2 separate regions of the Gasterosteus aculeatus genome follow, and region 1 is linked to region 2. The links are chromatin contacts, called in public Hi-C maps. All regions are on one chromosome and are shown on one strand. The core of a region is the stretch at or near the end of the contact, and the rest is flanking DNA. Distances in the headings are between cores, read along the strand shown. Region 1 holds the start of mafa (MAF bZIP transcription factor a). Region 2 holds the start of LOC120830797 (chromodomain Y-like protein 2).

Region 1 (6,674 bases), core at 3,115-5,614, 220 kb before region 2:
CAAAACAATACAAAAACAATGATGGAATGAAAAACGCAATTCCTCTTACAAAATGTTTCACTCTGACTAAATGTGTCATCGTGTAAAATATACCGTTGTCATTGAACTGGAAGTATTTGTTTTAGGATTAGGTAAAAACTCAAACACACACACATACGCAGGTACTAACACACAAATACTGGCCCACACACAGAGATGAAAGTCCTAGTTGCATGAAAGTAATTCAACAGTTAATATACTATTAAGTTGCTAGACACATTAACCTTACACATGACAGTTAACCAATACATGATGCGCTTGTGAATGTAATTATAGCGACTATGCAAGCCACACTGTCAGCTCTTGTGCAATATTGACCAGTCTTCTTTAATTACTGTACATGTGGCAAACAGAGCAGCCTATGTTTACACACCACACGGTATCAATTAGCAACCGGGGTATTTAACTTGGCAAATATATTAAATTGGAATGAGAATTGTAATAAATATGGGAGAGTAAACCTCAAAACTCTGTCAACCCTGGTCATGTGACAGAGTCTATAAAAAAAAACAAGGGTGACTCTGCTGTTCACAGGACTGTAATACATTCACTGGTTTACTGTCGGTCCGCCGGCTTCAAGCCACAGAACCGATGCTCGATCACGGTTGTACATTAGAGTCCCCCAGTGAGAAAAAGCCCACTAGCTGCGGGGCTCCCAAATACTTTAAGTGTCAAAGCCTCCCTCCGAAGACCACGCACCTTAGATCACAGATGTGATCTCTTCCTGACCTTGTTTTGCCTGCTTTGTCCTCTGTAGCACCCTTGGCAGCCTCACCCTCCTTGTGACGAATGGATTAAGGTAATTATGACATGGCTGTGCCCACATTCTGTTGGTGTGGTGAAAATTGATATTCCAGGTTTTTTGTTCTCACTAAACTGTTGATGAGATTTCGTGGCCCCGGAGCGATACCAGCTCTTCGCGTTAGTGTAGATTCAAAGCACGGGTGATGTTTCCTTCTGCTCCGCCCTCCAGTTGAAAGTGTTGCTTTAATCAAAGTGTTTTTGTCACATTAAAAGCTGTGTGACTCCATTCTTTGTCCTGTTTTGCGTCTGTGTTTGCAGCTGCTATAATGCTCCAGGAGCTCGCCCATCCAGACATGGAGAGTGCAATAAGCTCAGGTAAGCTTTGATAAGGTGGTGGAATGTAAAGAGGCTGATTAGATGGCCTTATCGAGCCCCGACTGGAACCAAGCGAAACACCACAACCACAACCACAAACACACACACACACACACACACACACACACACACACACACAGACATTCAGCAAACAACTCACTGACCTCTGCTCGTTCCACTCAGTCGCCTCAGTTGCTCACTGTAATAAAACTAGTTTACACTGTTTGCTGCTTTACACATTTTTGCTGATGGTTTTGTGTCATACAACTTACAATGGGTGCATCTCAACAGTATGCATGACTTTTTAACCCCTTAAACAAGGTCTGCAGACGTGTGAATTCTCTGCATGATGAGTGAAATAAAGCCAGCGAGCCCTCAAACACTTGCTAATTTCACAGTGGGCCGGACCAGGCCCTCCCAAACTTATCAGGGCTGTGCATTAAAGTTTGTAAATGTGAAAAGGAAGACATGATTACTCAGCCATGCTCGTTTTGACAGGGGGACTTAAAGCCTCAACAGTACCGCATGTGTCATTAAGCTCACGAGAAGCTGAAGGGGATTGAATGTCATTGACTGACCAAACATCACTCAGAGAATAAAACCAGAAGTCATCTTGTAGAATCGAATGTATGAATGTACAATGTGCAAAGGAAACTCCTAAGAATTCAGCCAACGTCAGATATGAATTTGTGCTTTAACAAGCACACGTTTCCGTTTTGTGTGGTTTCCATGTTTAAAAAAGAACCTCAACAGATGTTAATTACTAAAAAAGTCTTAAAATGGCATCAATGTTTTTTAAAATCTGAAACCATCTGCGTTGCTTTTCCACCTCATCACTGTGTCCGTGCTGGTTTGATGAGCTCCCCTTCACAGCGGCCGGATTTCACTCCACGTGGATCTCTCTCAGCTCTGCATCATCAATAACTTCAACGAAACAAAAGCAGCTAAATTAGCTCCTCCACTTTCTTCTGTCATGACTAATGAGCTCTCCCTCCGTTGGTGTATTAGTCTCGCTCCGCTGTGGCTGGACCCCAGGGAATAGGGCCTCTGCTGTGCCGTCCCGTGAACAGGTAAGCCCAAAACAAACGACGAGGCAACGGAATGGAAATAGAAACAATAGGGTCCTTTTTTGAGTTTTGTTTGAGCCGCATGCACAGTGTCGTTTTTTACTCCAATGCAGATGCATCCGTTTGTCCCTTTTACTGGAACATACAGCAGACCAGTTTTGAAAGCGTCGTGTCGGATTGGCTTCATTTCTGTGCAGGCTGCTCTTGTCATCGATACAAGGAGCGGAAAAATATTGAATTAAAGATTTAATGGTTGTGAATCATTAAAACAATTATATGTAATATCTGTCAGTATTTCTGTGAACTTACTACGACATTTAGGACATTACACAGCCACACAACAGAGATACAGACCGGAAAAATAGAGTGGTATTAAAGGCCATCGATTTATAACGGAGGAAAATGAAAGTCTTAGCTACAGTTCTGGGCCCCCATAGAAAACTGTTGAAATCCTTATGGCTAAAAAAGCATCTGTCTGATTGGCAGGATCATCTTCCAAAGCTTTTGGCGTCAGGGATGTGACTGATTTGTCCTATCATTAAATATTATGCACCCAGGAATCTAAAAATACACGTCGTCACAGCGATGAGATCACACTTGGAGAGACAGAGGGAGAGAGAGAGAGAGAGAGAGACTATGATTATAGGCTTTTGTCACAGGAAAGAAGTAGTTATTTGTCAGCACCATCTCAAAAGAGGCCACAAAATAAATCAACACTTTAACTGGCAAACAAGATCCAGCCGCAGTATAGTTTCCGAAAAAAATTGTATTTAAATTGAATGAGTGAGCTGCCATGTCATCTGTTAATTACATTTAGCCTCTAATACAGGGATCTCAAACTAAAGTCATCTTTGTTGATGAATCCAGACTAAAGTATAAGAAGCAAGCTGAAATGAAGTACCAAAAGGCTGCTCAACATCAGGGACTCCCTCACAAGTCACATTCACACACTGTGCTGTACCTGTACGCCACAAACAGTTTCTTGGAAATACCCAGTTACTGTTGTACATGAGTCAATTAAAAGTAGATGACCTCTGAACTCAAATAAAGTGCAATGTACAAGTGGTGTATATGACTGCACTGCAACGCCTGGGCCAGTGCTTAGATAAAGTGTTTTATGGCAGTGGGACATATGAGTTTGGATGAAACACTGGGTTCATGGCAATTATTTCCACTTTCTTACGTAACTCCTTTGACATTCTTAAATATTGTTTTCCATCCAATGAATAAATAAAAGATACGTTTGAATGTATTCATGTTTTTTTTTTGTCAACAAATATTTTCTTCATCCTTTGATAACAGTTGTGTTCCTTTGTTTGGGTATTGTGTGGACTCTTGCCGTGATTGAAAGCGGAAGCCTTTGCACTGTTTTGTCCAAAAGGTGGCAGTGTTGAGTTTTATAATTGTACGTAGAGGCACGAAGAATCTCCTCAATACTCCTTCCATATTTTTGGGCCAATTGTCTCGAAAGTCACCGGTGAACATCGTCAAACATTGCAAAAAATACTACTAACTAAAATATGACATGTCGCAAATACATTGAAGGGATTTTTCTTGGAGAGAGAAAAGCTTCATGCCGCCATAAAGATAGCACATTTATTGCATGACATAAACGTTACAGAGATAACAGCCGCAGTCTCCCTATTCAATGAAAGGTGAGTAATTATGATACACGGTGGATTTTTTTTTAAAAGGGCACGTGCATAAATCTATTCAACCACCAATCTGTATTAATAGGTGTGTTCTCGTCTTCTCGCCACGACCTGCACGAATACTCTCATGTTAATGACTTCACTGCACGCCAGCTTCTCAACCGACTCCGAACTCGGACCAAGTGCGAAGAAGCAGAAGAAGAAGAAGAAGAAGAAGAAGAAGAAGAAGAAGAAGAAGAAGAAGAAGAAGAAGAAGAGGCGACTCAAGCAGTGGTCGAGGAGTTAAGAGTCCCAGCTGACAGTCAGCTGATGGCATTTGACAGTTGCGAAAAGTTGGCTTTCCGTGGGGCCACTAATATGTTAATTAGCGCTGCGAGTGCGAGCGCCTATTGGCTCTTCGTCCGAGTCAATTTCCTCTTCCCAGCCTGACGTCAGGGCGGCTCCGGCGCTCTTAAACTCATCTGCTCGTGTGATCCCCTCGAAAACGTCGCCCCTGCCAGTGAGCGCCGCGCACCGCGAGGCTGCATTCGCTCCCTCCCCCCTCCTCCCTTCCTCCTCCGCACCCTCGCGCCTGTTTTTTTTCTCTCTCTCTCTCTCTCTCTTCTCCCGCAATGTATTAAACGAAGAACACCCGTAAAGTGTTAAATGTTTGAAATACAAAACCGCCGAATTCCAAATGCTGAGAACGGAGCCCGCTACTCGCGCGCGCGGCACTGGCGTGTCCGCGCAGTAGACTCTGCAAAGAAAAACTACTTTGACGCGCCGGCAAGTCCGCGGCTGCTGCAAAAAGGACGCTGAAAAACCTCTTTATTTTTTCTTCTTCTCCTTTTTTTTTTTGACTCAAAACAAAACGCTTAAAAATCAAAACTGGCTCACGTACTTCCCAACCAACCCAGTTTGACAGCTTCTCTGCACCCCACTTGGAGGACTGTCAGCAGCAAGAGGATGGCATCAGAGCTGGCAATGAGCAACTCCGACCTGCCCACCAGTCCCCTGGCCATGGAATATGTTAATGACTTCGATCTGATGAAGTTTGAAGTGAAAAAGGAGCCGGTGGAGCCCGATCGCAACATCAGCCAGTGCAGTCGCCTCATCGCCGGGGGATCCTTGTCTTCCACCCCGATGAGCACGCCGTGCAGCTCGGTGCCCCCGTCCCCAAGCTTCTCGGCGCCCAGTCCGGGCTCGGGGAGCGAGCAGAAGACGCACATAGAGGATTTCTACTGGATGTCCGGTTACCAGCAGCAGTTGAATCCAGAGGCGCTGGGCTTCAGCCCCGAAGACGCGGTCGAGGCGCTGATCAACAGCAGCCACCAACTCCAGTCGTTCGATGGCTACGCCAGGGGCCCGCAGTTTGCCGGCGCCGCCGGGGCAGGAGGCGCCATGGCCGGGGAGGAGATGGGCTCCGCCGCGGCGGTGGTGTCGGCGGTCATCGCCGCGGCGGCCGCTCAGAACGGAGGGCAGCACCACCACCACCACCACCACCACCACGGCAACAGCCACCACCAGGCGGCCGGCGTCCAGTCCAACGGCACCTCTGGGACGGTCCACCCGCACATGCGCCTGGACGACCGGTTCTCAGACGACCAGCTGGTCTCGATGTCGGTGCGGGAGCTGAACCGGCAGCTGCGGGGGGTCAGCAAGGAAGAGGTGATCCGATTGAAACAGAAGAGGAGGACCCTAAAGAACAGAGGCTACGCGCAGTCGTGCCGGTACAAGCGGGTCCAGCAGCGGCACGTCCTGGAGGGGGAGAAGACGCATCTCATCCAGCAGGTCGATCACCTAAAGCAGGAGATCTCCAGGCTGGTGCGGGAAAGGGACGCGTACAAAGAAAAGTATGAGAAGCTCATCAGCAACGGCTTCAGAGAAAATGGATCGAGCAGTGACAACAACCCTTCATCCCCGGAGTTTTTCATGTGAGTCTCGACATAATCGTGAAAAAAAATAATAAAAAATCAGATGAGAAAATCCGAGGTTACTCATCTCCCACTTACTAAAGTTTTCATGAAACTTTTTTTTGTTCATTTGGCGAAAAAAAAACTACTAGACCGAGAACTAATTTGTCAACTTTTTACTTTTTTTTTTTATTTGATACCTTTTTAATCGTCTGCGACTGTTTTACGATTTGTAGGGCTTCGTCCTCCGTGGTTTAATTTTGGAGGCATAGTAGGACAACTTTCATCTACGTTTTGTTCGGTATATCACGCATAGCCTGTTTGTCTATTTTTTCTTCCATCATCGTTCATTAGATTTGCAGTGTTCAAGTGAAATCTGATTTTTGACAGTTGATCCAACTTGATGCTGCAGTATACGAAGTGGGCATGCGAGCACTGAGTATACTCCAGTGTGCAGATTCGCTGTACAGCTTCATGTCAAACTGCATCCATCAACGATTCGTTTATGTTTTTACTTTTTTTTTAAACCTTTTTTTGTATTTTTGTCTGCCAAACTTGGAGGATTGCGAGCCTGCTGTTTGACGCCACCTCATCTCATGCTTGCCTTTGTTTTGAGCACAAAGAGACTCTTCTCATTACAAACTGTTCAGTGTTTTTAAACATATGTCTCATCGAACTTCCCTGCATGCTGGACATGTATGGTTCTTTTCTTTTTTTTTTTTTTACTTTTTTCTTTCTTTCTCCGCTTGAAGATGTTCTTCTCGTCGGATGACCTCCAGCATGGCATTCATAACTTTCATTTTATGACCCACTCACTTTTTTGGAACAGAAACAAAAAAGTGACAAGACTCCCCCCCCCCCACTCCTCCCCACTCCCCCCCTCATTCAGGAGCATTTCAGCTGTG
Region 2 (6,863 bases), core at 4,298-6,797:
TTGAGCAATAACGTGATCACTTACTGGTAAACTTAGGGCACTGTCCAGGGCAAACTGTGTTGTGACGTGCAACCACAACTTGGGATGGGATTCATCTAGCATCGCTGCTTTAGGTGCTACGAAATGTTGCCTTAAAAAAAAAGAGACTTTGAGCATTGTGCAGACGTTCTTTGTGCCTTTAAGGTTTGGGTGCACGTGTCATTGGGAAAATAAAAATGTTTTCCCTACTTTGACTACAACCATTTCTGTAAGAATTTCAGGTGATATTTTGCATTGATGGAGTTTACCAAACAATTTTATTCAACATCAGATGTTATAAAGGCGCTATTCTTTCCTGGCAAGGACATTTGTGTTGATGAGGCAATTTGTTCTGCATCATCAACAGAGATGAGTGTATTGGGTTGGTTACACGCGTAAATAAATAAATAAAAACTCATGTATTTCTTTGAAGGTATTTAGATATTTCTAACCACAAACTATCGCACATACAAATGAGTGCCTTTGTCTGGTTTAAGGGGCGATTAAAGTTTTAATGGTGATGGTGGTATCACAAATAAATTGTCTAGCAAGAGAAGGAGCAGAGAAAATAGCAAAATGTTAACATATCTATAAAAACGTACAGCAGCAATTACACCAAATCATACAGTCAATTGAAGATCTCAATGACTAAACACACAGAACTCAGGAAAAGGTCACACTCAAAAGCACACACTTCCAAATGCACGGGTTTGTCAGCACTCACAATTTAATTAAGGTTTATAAAACGATAAACTAACGATTGCCTTTTCAGACAACACACAACTTTTGAGCTCAAAGACACAGAATTATGCATCATTCAATTCTGCAGCATTTGTTAACTTGCGAAAACTGCTTGCGCACGCACACACACGCACACACACACACACACACACACACACACACACACACACACACACACACACACACACACACACACACACACACACACACACACACACACACGGATAATTTAAAAACCATGTATACACGGGAAATGTATGCCGGAAAACAACACAAATCCAGAGGCAACGCAACGCATGAATCGAGGTTGGTGAAATGAGACGCAGCAATTAAAACACCTGTTGCGCCTCCCGACCAACGCAACGTCACTCAGTCGTGCACATGTGGCTCCAACAAACCCGCGTCACAGCGGCGTTTCCTCACACACAGCATCTCTCAGCAGAAGCCAAGCAGTGAGCCCAATCCGCCATTGACTCTCACGAGGCAGCGGCCTTACCTTTCAGGTGGTTCTTCCTTCGAGATCGTTCAGTTCCGTCTTCCACCAACTAGGAAATGTCCGCTGACGTTGGGCACGTGCCGCTGCCGGCTGGCCGGTCACGACCGCAGTTCCCAGCTCAGCGAACTTTACTGCTTCCGTAACTCGACGCAATTATCCGTCTACGTTTCTTCATTCACAACACAATGGCTGCCGTGACGTGCGGTGAGGTCCGGCTGGGAGGCACTGACTCTTTCAAAGTCACATTCACAAATAAATGAGTTTAACACAGTAGCGTAAATTCACCATTCAACTGGCTGCCTGCACTTTGACTACTGGCCATGTTTCATATCTCGTATCGTGTATTATTTATTGATACGGGGCAGATGAAATCAAGCGTTCTTATTGGTTGATTTTGCGTGACCTCATTTCAGCTTCTAGCTCGGTGGCGATCGCCTAAAAACAGCCCGGAAACGAGCAGTTTGGGGAAATGCGAGCTTTCGCAACCGATTTAGGGAACATTTTAGCCAATGAGGAACATTCAGGTGGACGTCATGTGCGAAGTGAATGAATGAGACGCAAAAATTAAAGTCGATCTCCTGGCTAATCATCAACCAACTTCTGGTGCTAGGCTTACAAACGTTCCCAATGCGGTTTGTCCGATGCATAGAAACAGTACGGGACACATGCTCTTACCTTTTCTTGTAAGTTACGTTAAGTTCATTCGCCTCTCCTTCTGGACAAACATCTCGATGACTTTGGTGGAAAGTCCTCTTTATCTTCTTTTAGTTTCTTCATTATTTTTGTCTCAATAGACATTATTGCTCGGGGTGAAAGTCGTCTTTGGCCCGATTCAGACTGTATGTTTTCAGTTTTCAAGGACTGCACTTGACGTTCGCTACTTGACTGTTTTAGCTAGCACATGCTAACTATGCTATGAGTCTGTAATACGTGAAGAAAAACAACAGCAGAACGAGCCCGCGTGCTCACGCACGCCCCCTTCAGACGGGCAGAGGTACTGACTCCTTACTGTTTTTTAACTGCGCCGTGATGTCAGATTAGCAAAACTAACATACGTGAAATACAGGAACCAGCACCATCGCCTCCCGGCGTGAAGGGTTGGGGGTTTTTCCCGAGATTGAAGGGCCCTCTGCATGTTCTCCCAGGGGCAGTACGGGTTCCACAGTCCAAAGACCTACAGCTCAACTTAATTGATGTTTTGTAATGTGCTCGATTCCTAAATCAATTTGTTGTGCTGTGATTGTAATTCTACACAAAGGTTATGGAAGGAGAGGGAGGGAGGGATGTCTAATTAGAGGGTGTGAACATTCTTTTATTTCGTGACGTAGATTAGTTCACAACTGTCAACTCTTAGAATTGGCCTTGCAAGATTGGAACTTATTCAAAACTGTGGATGTTTTTTCAACCATGAACCGTGTTTCATGAATGTACAGCTACATTCTTTAGTTTACAGCTAAAGTGCAGTGGCACATACCTATAAGACTTTACAGAATCTATATGGGCTTTTGATAAATGTACCTCGGTGCCCCACTATTTTTAAGGTGTGGCTGGCAAGGTCTAATTGGCTTCACTTCAACGTTGGTGTAGAAAGATGTGTAATATGTTTAAGCTATCACTCTTGAGTATGAACCTAAACCAGCATAGTCCAACCACATTGTCAGATATATTCTTGAAGAAAACTATACAGCAGTTGTTGTAGATACTGAGGCGCAAAAGCTAAATGCTAGTTGGCATTCAAGGGAATCAACTGGTTCGGTTTATGTTTCTAGGTGGAGATGTGCTGTGTAATGTTCTCACTGCCGTTGGCCCGACATGATTCTAGGTTGGCGATGACAGAATCAACATTACATTCAAACATCTGAGCGGACACACCCAGGAAAGAGTTTTAAGTGTGCACAAGAAACACACAGTATTGTTGCACCACGTGGAGAGGACGGTTAGCAACGTGGGAGGTAAACCACAGGAGTCCAGATGTCCTCCTGCCAGCTCAGGTGGCAAGACATTTTGAAGAGGAGAACAAGCAGCCGCAGCAGTGTGAAGCAGTACAGGGACAGCCAGCTGCTCAGAGCTGCAAGTGTGCACTACTTGAAGGAGTGTTGGTAGTCCAACTGGACGGAGTTATTCTCATTCATTTTTAAGATGCCATGAATAAAAAAGTGAGCTAAATTAGCAGGATGTTTCCGGATTTGAAATAATTTATTGCAAAGTATTTTACACAAGGTGATTGGTGCGTGAAAAACTTCATAACATTAAAACTAGCTGTAAAACCTGTTTAGTGATAATAATGATGAAAGTCTTGTTAAATACAGGGTACCTTTTAATTACGATAACTTAATGTTGTGTAACTTTAACTCACCTGAAAACAATAATTATCAAACAAGCGTTCTCTTGTTTGATTTGCATAAAGTGTAACGTAACATTTGACTTCATTTGTTAGAATCTCCAGAAAACTCAACATACAATAAAATGTAAAGACATTGTAAATAATGAATTGCATTTCACATGATCATTTATTCATGAAGATGTTATTTTCAGAAATACACACTGCTTCTTTTTTTTCACACAAGAACTGAACCCATGCTTGTAAAATGAGCATGAAACGGCATTACACAATGGCTAAAAACATAAAGTTTATTAATCATCATTAATTGATGATTTCTAAGCCGGAAAACTAAAATATGGCCTGGTTTGATATTTGTGGGATTGGGACTTGTTATTCAAGATGAACGGACAAGTCCCAATCCCACCTGTTACAACAGAAAACAGCAACTGAATCAATCAGAAATAGTGAATTTGTCAATATAGCATAAGAAGGGATTAATGATGTACAGTCGGGTACCTGCATCATTTGAAAAAGGTGGAATACTGCCAAGAGCAGATACATTTGTCACCTATAAAAACATGTATGACAAAATGCAGCATTATGTGGAAAACTTCAATCCAACTGCTATTTTATTATAAATAACGAATTTACCCCGGAGGGATAAAGTCTTTAACCATCTGTCACCTGACCAACAGCTAACTATCCAGACAACACTTCCTGTTTTGCCATTTCCTCATTCTTCCCACAGATCTACAGTCAGAACTCAAACAGGACAAAATGCCATTTTGCCACCGCATTGAGGAAAGTCCTATGTTTTAATAACATTTCTCTTCTCGGCCGGTTAGAACACAAGGGAAAGTCTACAAGAGCTTTTGGTTGCAGAAGGTTGGCGTAACAGATGTCCTGAATGCACAGTGTTCATCCACAGAGACGCACATATATTTGATCTGATGTACCATTTCAACTAAACGCCCAACCTTTACCTCAAAGCCAAATAGTGTTCTCAGCTACTTGTAAGATACATAGACTCAGGTGTACTGAGGATATTATGGAATACCAGGTAATGATGAGAAATCGTCGGGAAAGCAGGCGGGAGCTCTTGATAATACACTCTGAGCTCCATCGTGACATTCAGATGGAGTAGGCAGTTTATTTCTCAGCTCAGCCAAGACCAGTCACTTCATGTTGGTAATGTCGATGTAGTCTAAAAACTTGCAACTTGCACAAAACTACACATCATCTGCACTGAGTCCCAGAGTATCAGTATTTGTTTTAACTGACGCAGACACAGAACTGAACATCAGAATACCTCACAGTGCTGCGTAAAGTTCTAGAAGGGTGATTTTTCTTCTTCTTTCAGTGTTTTTTGATTGCGTGTTCAATCGTGCAGAGGAATGTGTGGTCAACATTTAAAATTTAAAGAGAAAGAATGAATGAAAGAAAGAAAGTCAATGACACAGCGATACACATTGCTTGCTTTCCACACAATCAGTTCATCTTTTAAAAATTCAATTTTATTAGAAACGGTGTAAGAGTCAGTTGGCTCATAATGATTTACATTAAGTATCAGTTTATTTTTTGTTCACTCCTGAGGAACTTGTGGACATTTCCGTTGCACCACATCACTTTAAAGTCACAAATAGCCGAACCGATCATTAATGAGAACATGCTAAATCATTTGATGCTTTACCACACCAATCTTCAGCTGTGGAGTTCAACCCTGACAGTGTTTACTGGATGACAAGCCCCGTGTCCTTTCTGGATGGGGCCATTTGTATCGGTGCAACAGGGTGAACGTTAAATAACACATGGTCTATTTTAATTATCAATCCATTTAGTTGGACAAATATTGCCACGGTAATGGCCATTTCTGTGGGGGACACTCCGTTCGATGGAAGTCGATCGGCCCGTGCGTGCGCCTCACGAGCGTCAACACGCACGATAGTTGTGCAGCTTCCTGTAAGTAACCATTCGCTGCGAACAGCTCCAGCTCAAAGTGCTCCAGGTGTTTCCTGAATAAAAGCTTCGACCCGGTCATCCGTGGTACCGCGAAGTGCACAGGTAGCGAGATCCGAACAGAAGCGGCCTCAGCGGGGAGCCTCCTCCATCCGGCGTGTCGTCCCCCGTTGGGGTGGTTGGATCGCAGCGGAGGGCGCGTGCAAGACCATCCGGCCGATGCATTCTTAGCCGGGGACTAATTTAGTGTCCTCCACTTAGCTGTCTCTCTCTCTCCCTCCCCCTCTCTCCCCCCTCTCTCTCTCGCGCTCTCTCTCTCTCTCTCTCCGGGTAAACAGCACCGCCCCGACGGTTGTTTGTTCTAAGTGTGGAGCGATCCGTCGCACAGCGCCGGGCTCGATTGACGCTGTCTGTTGATCTGCTAACTGCGGATTGCTCGGAATAACACGGCTGCTCGCTAATTCCCGTCTACCGGGGCTTTCACCGGAACACCGACAGAGTGTTTGGGGCCAACAAAAAAAAAAAAAAACCCACAGAGAGCGAGAAGGAAGCCGACGCGGCAGGCAAGAGCGCCGCGCCGCCGGAGTCCGCACCCAAAGAATGGCTTCAGGAGACCTTTACGAGGTAGGATAACCCGCGTCCGGCGGAACGGCTCCGCGGTACAGACCGATAGTGGAATTAGGAAGTGAAGCGGAGGGCGTCGCGTACGTTAAAGAACGAGAGAGAGAAAGCGGCGCGCTGGAGCCCTTTAACGGGCGAAACTAACCGCTCTCGTGCTCTTCAGCGTCGCTGACGTGTGCTCGCACTTTGCGTCGCTTCCGATGCACTTTGTGGCGATTGTTGGAAGTCGAGAGAAGAGATAACGTGCCGACCCCCCGCGGGGGGGTGAACTCCGCGCTCCGTCGCCGAGTTGAAAGTGGTGGTAAAGTGACAGCGACGTGGTGGAGATGTCCAGGCGGAGTGATGCCTCTCAAGGTGCGCATTATGTGCCCAAAAAGACGGTCACCGCGACCCCCCCCCGTTAACGTTTGGATGCCTGGGAAATTGAAACCCTCGACAGCTTTTTTGTTTTTTGTTGTAGGGGAGGTGGGCGTAAAAGTTGCCCAAATGGGCGGCAGGAAAGTACATCCGATTGTCAACAGCCTGTGTGTCATGCTGACGTGATGTCATGGTGTCATGATGACATGGTGTCATGGTGTCATGGTGTCATGATGTCATGGGGGCGACAGATGACGGGTGATGGTGGGTCGATGTCCACGGTGAAGGTCAAACAAATGTGTGATTGGACAAAACCAAGTTTTCCATGTTTCAAAGGAAGTTACGTGACAC

What was found. A called contact is a pair of places that touch in the nucleus more often than the background predicts.
Region 1: a Hi-C map of skeletal muscle shows a contact between it and region 2, with 4 times the contacts expected there. The contact joins the promoter of mafa here to the promoter of LOC120830797 in region 2. A contact is called at or near these places in 3 of 6 Hi-C or Micro-C datasets (skeletal muscle and whole body).

Annotation. Positions count from the first base shown.
Region 1 is chr12:14,035,370-14,042,043 of fGasAcu3.hap1.1, reverse strand. mafa (MAF bZIP transcription factor a) reads left to right here and starts at 4,364. Exons shown (of 3, transcript XM_040161385.2): 1 at 4,364-5,790. The coding sequence starts at 4,823.
Region 2 is chr12:13,820,762-13,827,624 of fGasAcu3.hap1.1, reverse strand. LOC120830797 (chromodomain Y-like protein 2) reads left to right here and starts at 5,547. Exons shown (of 7, transcript XM_040195713.2): 1 at 5,547-6,158. The coding sequence starts at 6,135.